Linked DNA regions of Mustela erminea: region 1 is linked to region 2. Evidence: chromatin contacts called from public Hi-C data. All regions are on one chromosome and are shown on one strand. The core of a region is the stretch at or near the end of the contact, and the rest is flanking DNA. Distances in the headings are between cores, read along the strand shown.

The links. A called contact is a pair of places that touch in the nucleus more often than the background predicts.
Region 1: a Hi-C map of spleen shows a contact between it and region 2, with 6 times the contacts expected there. The contact joins the promoter of POLA2 here to the promoter of SYVN1 in region 2. A contact is called at or near these places in 2 of 3 Hi-C or Micro-C datasets (fibroblasts and spleen).

Annotation. Positions count from the first base shown.
Region 1 is chr9:107,230,992-107,235,557 of mMusErm1.Pri, reverse strand. POLA2 (DNA polymerase alpha subunit B) reads right to left here and starts at 2,945. Exons shown (of 17, transcript XM_032358038.1): 1 at 2,488-2,945. The coding sequence starts at 2,566.
Region 2 is chr9:107,075,833-107,080,253 of mMusErm1.Pri, reverse strand. It overlaps SYVN1 (E3 ubiquitin-protein ligase synoviolin), which reads left to right and starts at 1,867. Exons shown (of 16, transcript XM_032357259.1): 1 at 1,867-1,950; 2 at 2,799-2,947; 3 at 3,181-3,273; 4 at 3,364-3,516; 5 at 3,659-3,707; 6 at 4,132-4,235. The coding sequence starts at 2,816.

The DNA of each region.
Region 1 (4,566 bases), core at 1,696-4,195, 150 kb before region 2:
GATCAGAGGTTTGGGAGCAGGGACTGGTCATTTTCAACACAGGGATTAGGGAAGGCTTCGCTGAGAAGGTGGAGAGCGAGCCATGCAGTATTTAGGGAAAGAGGTTTCATGCGAAGATCCTGAGGCAGAAGCGAGATCAGCAAGACCACTGCGGCTAGAACACGGTGAGGAAGGAGACAGACGAGGAGTTCAAGGGGGAGCCGATTGTTGGCCACTATAATTACCCCGGTTAGTACCCCGAGCAACTTAGAAAATCACCAGAGGGTTCGGACAGGGCGGTAACATGGCCCAGCTTCCGGTGAACAGGGTCACTCTGGATGCCGTGTTAAGCAGAGAGCGAAGGGGGCAAGGGTAGCATCAGGGGAACCAATGAAGAGAACCGTGGCAAAGTGCAAGCGAGCAATGCCGGCGGCTTGGACCAAGGTGGGGGCAGTGAGGTGTGGCGAGAAGTGGTTGGACCTCACACAGGAAGCATCGTGAGAGTAAAGCCAATGGGATTTGCTGATGGTGAAGAAAAAACAGAATCAAAGATGATGCGGGTTTCAGGCTGAGCACCTCGAAGGGTGGGGAAGAGAGCAGCAGGAAGTCCTACGAGGAAAGGGAAGACACACAAGTTTTTAGATACATGGAGTTCGAGGTGCCCATTACACACCCAGCTAGCAGCTGGACAGGTGAGCTGGCAGTTTAGCAAGTGGTCCAGGCTAAGATAGGCACCTGGAAATCATCAGCAACACATGGGATGAAAGGCCGAGAGACCACATGAGATTCCCTAAGGAAGTGTGTGCATCTGGGACTCAGGATGAGCCTGAGAAGCGGTGACAAGCAAGATAAGAGAACAAGTAGGTGTAGTGTCTGAGAAGCTAAGAGATGTGTTTCAAAGAAACACGACAAACGGTGTCAAATGCTAATTCCGGATGGGAACTGAAAAGTCACCCCGAGTTTAGCTAGGTTAAGGTCACTGGTGACATTGAGAGAAGCAATTTCAGAGAAGCCCTGGGGATGAAAAAGATTATTGAAACGGGCTTAAGGAGGACAAATCTGAAGACAGCAAATACAGACAACAGACAACCCTTTTGAAGAGGTTTGCTGTAATTGGGGAGGAAAGAACTGGAAGAGGGAATGGGTTCAACAGAGAGCCCCCTGCAGAGAGCCCAGTGCAGGGCTTGATCCCAGAACCCTGAGATCATGACCTGAGCTGAAGGCAGAGGCTTTAAACCACTGAGCCACCCAGGTGTCCCTCAACAGAGTATTTTAAATGTGGAGCAAGAACCACACTACTGTGCTATCAAGAGAAAAACTCTCATAGGGAGAAAAATAGAAAACATGTAAGAGGTTAGAATTACTGGAGCAATGTTCGTAAGAAGGTTCGAGAAGGAATGGGATTTAGGACTCTAGTGGGGGGGTCTGGATTTTACTAGGAATAGGGAGAATTTATTCATTGGAATAAGGCAGCAGGAGAGGTAGGTGTGAAGAAGTAATGGTGGAAGTTTTGTTTCTACTTTTTTGGTGAGAGAAGAAGTTCATCAGCTTTGAGTGGGACAGAAGGATCTTAAAGGAGAAGGTGGCAAACTTAAAAGTCCCACTGAGGTTAGTAATTATGAATTCAAAGACTAGAATTCTAACACCACTGCCAAAGTAGTTCTGTGAGATAAAAGCAACAGCATTTTGGAAAAGAATGCACTGGGCATAAGACCTTGGAGAATTCTGGTATCTCACGGAAAGTTAACATGTTTGCATTTCGGTTTTACACATTAAAAAGAAGTTCTAAATGTTGACGAATGGTTAGGGCAGGGGCACGTTCATCACGATTCTGAAACTGAGAACTCTACACCTCCCAAGACACTGCTTCTGACATCTCCCGCCCCATAGCCGGACCAGTAAGAGGGAGCACCCATACTCGAGGAGAGGAGACTGGGGTTCAGACAAGCCGTCTCCTGGTCTGTTTCAGCTTCTGTAAACAGCTGACAAGCTCCCTAGCGTTTTTATCAGAGCTAAAATTCAATTTGGGGAACCCACCTCAAGGGATCATATTTGCACAGACCACCAACAGCTCTGATGAGAAGTGATGGATCAGAAGTTTACAGCCAGGCTGGAAAGGGAGGAGCCACGAATAAAAAGTTACATTTCAACCCCCCCACGGCTCTTGTTCTGTTTTGGAGGCTTAAAGAATTTCACAACTCGCGCCACCAGGCCTAGTTGGATCCTGGCACCGCCCAATTCCACCTTTCCGAAACTGCGCGGGTTTAAAGTCGTGCTTCATACTCTTACTCTTGAGTTGGGATCCAAGCAGGACACTGCAAACGCTGCCAAGTCCCTACCCCCCATATCGCAAGACTTGGTTTAATTTTTCGTCTCCCAAACACCAAGAGGTCTGATCTAGGGGAGGGGAGAAACTTGGCTGCGTTCCCTTTGGGGTTCTAGGCGACTGGGAACACCCAGCGGGAGCGCTGATCCCGGCTGGGGGCGGCGCGGGGCCGAGGGACTCACATTTCTCGGTCAGAGCCGCCTCGCATTCTACGTCGAAGATCTGCAGCTCTTCCACCAGGCGCTGGGCGCACACGCTCATGGTGACCCCGCAGGGAAGCCGGGGGCCCGGCCCACCGAGCTCCGACCTGAGTTCCGGGAACCCACGGCGTGGAGACTGATGGGCAGGACGAGGTTCCTCGGATCCTGGGCACCCTCACAGAGAGCGAGACGGAAGAGGACCAAATGGCCCAAGCCCACCGGCGGTCGGAAGGCCCCGGCCTCAGCCACGGAGAAACACTTCTTTTTAATGTGGGAGGAGCCCCCAAGCGCCCGAAGGGAGGAAGCAGAAAGCTCTTTAACTCGCACTCCTGTGAGAACGTCCTGCTCCCTAAAAGCTACCGCGGAGCACCTCCAGGACTGGGACAGAACAGCTCAACCAGCGAAAACCCGCCAAATGGTTTGCACGGCGCGCGCATGCGCAAGACGGGTTAAACCCCGCCCCTTCCCTTCTGCTTCCTTCTTGTTCCCAAACGTCGCGCGCCCCCGCGCGTCCAAGGGCGCGTGCGCACAAACGCCGACACGCCCGCCCGTGCGCCCGACGGTCCGCCTACCTCATGGCGGCCGCGCAGTTGTGTCTCATAAGGCGCCGAAGTTGGGCTCAGGCGCGCGTTGTCTTTGGCCCGCATCCCTTAAATCGCGTCTGGGTGCCAGCCGTGGTTGCCTATATTTTGGCACCGCCTGCTGGGCCAAGCTCCGTGACCCAGGCTCGTCACCTTTTTGTCCTGTGGTTTGGTGCGCAGGCGCTGCTGTGCACACACCCGCAACCTCCCAGAGCCGCTGTGCCCAGCGCGAGTTTCCGTCTCTGTCCTGGTCTGCACTCGGCCTGCCCTCACTTATCTTAAAAAAGTGGTTTTGTTAGGGAATCCGGTTGATTATCTTCAATGGTTATCAGCTTGGGCCCGGCCACAGGGTTAGATCTGTTTTCTAAACCTGGGGCACTTTGGTGGAAAGGTGAGGTTATGCCTTTGTTCGGTGTACTACGTTAGGTTTGGATGCCTTTGGGATTTCCCGGTGGAAATCCCAGTTCCCGGTGGGCGACTGAAAACTTGGGAGTGAAAATGGTTCACTAAGAGGGAGAGAGTGGAAGTAAAATGAAAAGGTGGCCTTCCCCTTGAAGTTTCTCTTAAGTCTTTGAGCTGTTGGCTCAGCTTGGAAAAGTAATCTTAGACATCGTGTTCCCCTGGTATACTGGTAGGATCTTTCTAGAAAAGTTTGCGAGTATATATGAGGAGCCTGGAAGATGTTCATTTGCTCTTGACTCAGCATTTCTTATCCTAAGAAAACCCGCCAAAATCCAGGCAAAGTTTTGGGTACACAGATGTTTGCGGTAGCTTCATTGACAACATTAAAAATGCACACTGTTCCAACAAACAAAGATAGGGGCTAACTAAGGAAAGTATGGGGTTTTACCAAAGCAGTGATTCCCAAGACTGCACCAGAGATCAAAGACTTCTAGGGGACACCTCAAGGAATGAGATGAGGGACGGGCCAGGCAGAGCCAGAGCACCCTGTCTTAGCTTCAGCCAGACAAGGTAGAGCCGACCTTAGTCTGCTTCCCCATTCAAGGGTGGGTGGAGAGGGAAAATCTTCACTCTCCCCTAAGGCCTCTACTGGTAGGTACAGAGGGCAGAGGGTAGGAGTGGTTCTCCTGGGTGCAAGCAATAAAGGGTGTAATCATTTTCTATTGTTATGTAATGATTTATCGCGAACTTAGTGGCTTAAAACAACATCCACGCAGTACCCCAAGCAACGTTCTGTAGGTCAGCTGTCTGGGCAAAGCAGGTCTTCATGTTTCCATTCTCTGCTCAGTGAGGCTGAAACCAAGGTGTTGCCAAGCTGGATTCCTTTCTAGGGGTTTCTTCAACCTGCCAGAGGAACTCTGTTTTTAAAAGGCTCTTGTGCGCGCCTGGGTGGCTCAGTGGGTAAAGCCGCTGCCTTCGGCTCGGGTCATGATCTCAGGGTCCTGGGATCGAGTCCCGCATCGGGCTCTCTGCTCAGCAGGGAGCCTGCTTCCTCCTCTCTCTCTCTCTGCCTGCCTCT
Region 2 (4,421 bases), core at 618-3,117:
CCACCACACTCCTGATCCCCTTCATTCCCCTCTTTTTTTGCCTACAGCTCTTATTACCTACTTATTACCTCCCAACACAGTAGCGAATTCCCTTATATCATGTATCTGGTTTATCATCCATCACACCCACCAAGGTAAAACTTCACAAAGGCAGAGATTGTCATTATGTTCACTGATATCCTGAGTTCCTAGAACAGGCTGCATCTGACAGGTTTGCAGACAACTGAATAAATGATTTAATTACCAGTTTGGGTGTGGGGACAGATGGGAAAGGGAGAGGATGAACAAGATGCCCAGGTTTCTGAAGCCAGGGCAGGGGTGGAGGACTACGAACACTAAAATTAAAAAAAAAAAAAAAATAGATATTTCAGCTGGAGACCAGACCTGGGAGTCATCAGCACCTGGGTGGGAGTATGGAGTCCACAGGAGCAGAGGGCATTATGCAGAGAAAACAAACAGAAGGGACCACTATCTAGGACAGACGAGAAAGGACAGACAGAGGAGAGGATGCAGAGCCAGGAAGAAAAGCAGAGGCCTGTGGGATCACAGAATCTCACGTATGAGACTTCTTGGGAGAGAGGTTGAGTCAGGCACGAAGGGAAAGTTGACCGCTGGATGCAGTCACTAGAAAGTAACACATGGCCTTGTCGGGGAGCCAACTCTGTAACAGGTTACAGGCTAAACTTGTCAGGCCAATTCAGGAGGTGATGAAGGTGGCTGAGGCCAACAGGATGGGAATTTAGCGTCAGACACACCCAACGCCAATCCAGGAACACGTCTTGTTAGACCTCTGAACCTCCATTAATCCACGTACAAAATGAGAATGGCACCTCGTAGCCCATACGCTTTGGTGACTGCTACACGAGACGGAAGAAATGCAAGATACAAATTGGGTGTACTGGCTTCATTCTGTCAATGAGCAGACTGGTTTGGCTGCGATTGAGACACAAACTGAAATAATGCGCAGCTCAAGACCTGTTGTAGCTGCGGTTATGGCCGGGGAGCGGACAATACAAGGCAGAGCTGAAGACACAGGGAAACTGAAGTCGAGCCCTTTGCATAGAACACTATTCCAAATCAGCCGGTGTTAAAGATCTGCCTTCTTAGTCCTCTCTTTTGTGGCGCAGCAAACGTTCCCCTTGGGCAGACACAGATCACCCGCCCACGGACTGTACCCCCCTGCACCCCACCCCTCCCAGCCAGCTGTCCGCCCACCCGGCTCGGACCTAGACCTAGGCAACGCTGCCTTTAGCGCCTAGCAACCGCTCACCTGCTACGCTCTCTCCATAGGCCGGCCAGTCTCTTTCCTTTTTCTTATTGGTCCGCGTAACTCTATCTCGGCCAATTAGCAGCAGCCACGGGGACCCAACACACTCCCACACAATTTGGGGGTGATCATGAAGGAGCAAATTTTTCTTTTCTGAACCTAGTTCTCCAGGAAAGCATCTGATTTGCTGTGAAATCTTCTGGAGTGAGATTCTAAGACATTTTATTTCTCTTAAGCCCATAATGTCGGTCCCTGGCACACTCCCCCCCTCCAAATGGTACGGCCCGCACAAAGCCCCACCTTCCTCCCCTCCCTGGGAGCCCGAGTCCTCCTCTAGGCTGAGTCCGCTCTGAGACGGAGACGATACCATCTGGGACTAATAGTCGGGGGGACTCCAGCCACCTGCCGGGCTGCCCTATTCCGCTGCGACCACCTCTCGCACCTCTTGCTCCGGCCGTGGGCGCGACGCCTGGGTACAGTGGTGGGGCCACCGCTGTCGGCCCCACGGAGGGTGCGCGGTGCGGCCAACGGAAGGGTGCACTTGGTACGACCCACTCGGCGCCACGCCGGAAGTGAGGTGTCTCACTCCCGAAGTTCCGGCTCGCAGGGGGTGGGCAGTGTTGTTAACCGGAGCCGCCTCCGCAGTTGCGGGGATCGAGCGGGCTCGCGGCGCTGGGCTCCTGGTGAGTCGGCCGGGGTCGGGCCCGGGTTGTGGTTGGGAGTCGGGACCTGGGCCCTCCCCTTGAGGGCTCCGGGGTCGGCGCACCCCCTGAGCCCCGCTCGCGGCTTGTCAGCTGGTGGTGGACCTCAGGCGCCCGCGCGGCCGCTCTTCAGAGGCCGGGCCCCGCCTGCGACGCTCGCTGCTCCTGGCGATCACAGGTGCGGGGGCGCCCCGGGTCCCTCTCCGTGTCGCCGCTGCATCCCGGCGATCGGCCGTTTCTCCGCTGCCCCCGAGTGGACACTGCCCCGGGGGTTGGGGGGGACGCCAGGGTTCCAGGCTGACGTATCCTGCCCGCTCCCGCGGGGCGCGCGTGGCCGCTGCCCACCCTGGCCGAGCTGTCACCGGCGCTGTCGCCTGCCCACCTGCGCCCCCCAGCGCCTGGCTTCTCCCGATCCAGGCGGCACTTTCCTGCTTCTGGAGGTTTCTGCGTGTGCATCCTCCCCATCATCTTCACTTTAGAGGCCGTGGTAGCGGTTCCCTCTCCTGCAGCACGTTTGCTTCTCCTCGTGCCTCCCTAGAGGCGGCGGCTTGGCAGGCGGCGTGGAAAACCCTAGATTTGAAACAAGACTGACCCAGGCTCCAGACCTTGCGTCAGTGGGCTCGCTTAACCCCCCTTGAGCCTCCATTTTCTTATTTGTAAAATGGGGGCGCGTATGCTGTTCTTGGCGTCATGATTGTGAGGGTGAGGCGAGGCGGGTTTTGGGGTTTTTTTTCCCCCACTCCTATTTGGTGACACTGCGTGTCGGGCGGGGGGCTGGGTTTGCACCGTGTACGCATCACACAGGTGATTCCTTCCCTTTCCCCACGCAGGTCTCCAGGCCAGGGCAATGTTCCGCACCGCAGTGATGATGGCGGCCAGCCTGGCGCTGACCGGGGCCGTGGTGGCTCATGCCTACTACCTCAAGCACCAGTTCTACCCCACTGTGGTGTACTTGACCAAGTCCAGCCCCAGTATGGCAGTGAGTTCAGGGCTCAGGGTGGGGGGAATCTCCCTGGGCGGGGAGGCGGAGTCCGCTTGAGGCGGGGGGCGGAGTTAGAGGTCAGGTAAGTGGGAGAAAGGCCAAGTAGCCCACTAGCTGCCTGCCTTTTTATTAATTGGGATGGGGACATTGGTGGGGGGTTCCCAAATGAGGAGCCCCAGACATAGCAGAGCAGAAAGTGACCTCAAACCATAGCTTATTCTCACTCCTAGGTCCTCTACATCCAGGCCTTTGTCCTTGTCTTTCTCTTGGGCAAAGTGATGGGCAAGGTGTTCTTTGGACAGCTGAGGGCAGCAGAGATGGAGGTAAGATGTTCTTGACTCCAAAAGCGAGGGGCAGGGAGCTGGACAAGCAGAGTGTCTTGAGGTCCTCATCATTCCTTGTCCACCCCCCAGCACCTTCTAGAACGTTCCTGGTATGCTGTCACTGAGACTTGTCTGGCCTTCACCGTCTTTCGGGACGACTTCAGCCCCCGCTTTGTTGCACTCTTCACCCTGCTTCTCTTCCTCAAGTGTTTTCACTGGCTGGCTGAGGACCGTGTGGACTTTGTGAGTTGGGTTGAGGGCGTTTTCCAGAGCAGATGGGAGCCAGGGATTGGCTTGGTGGGTGGGCTTGGGCAGTGAAGTCCGGCTTGGGGATGTGGGGTAAGCCCCGGCCTTCCTGATGGGCCCCTTTTCTGCTCTGCCTCAGATGGAACGCAGCCCCAACATCTCCTGGCTCTTTCACTGCCGCATTGTCTGTGAGTGAGATCCCTGGGAGGGACGAGGAGGGAGCTGGAGGGACGAGAGGCTCTGTGGACGATCGGAACACGACAAGTCACTAACCGTGGTCCTGTACCCTAGAGCACAGGCATCCCCCTTGACCCACAGCTGTACAGGAAAGATAAATTTGGAAGTTAATTTGCATCACCTCTGTCCTGTTCCACCCCAGGGCTCCTCAGCTGCCCAGCCCCGAAGCCCTTGGCCTCCTCACCTGGAGCTCGGGCCGCTCTAATACCCTCCTAGGCAAAACTGCAGTTCCCAGGGGGCTGGGGTCAGTGGAGTGTGGCGCCTGACTAGATGGCTAGGGCCATGGTGGGCCGGAGGGTGGGGTCTTGAAGCAGGAGGTGGCCATCAGGCCCAGTGCTGACCCCACCAATCCCCCATTTGGGGGGGTCCCCACAGCCCTCATGTTCCTCCTTGGTACCCTGGACTTCCTCTTCGTCAGCCACGCCTATCACAGCATCCTGACCCGCGGGGCCTCTGTGCAGCTGGTGTTTGGCTTTGAGGTAAAACTGCCGGAGGTAGCACCGAACGTGCCTCGAATAACCCAACAGACCCCTCCCGAGCACCTGTTCTGGGGCCGGGCTTGCCATCAGTCGGCATCAGCTCTTGCCTTGTACACACGCACACCCAGGAGAGCAGGAAAGCGTGGAGGGAGGCGCATGGGGAGGAGCAGCTCCAACCTGGCGCCC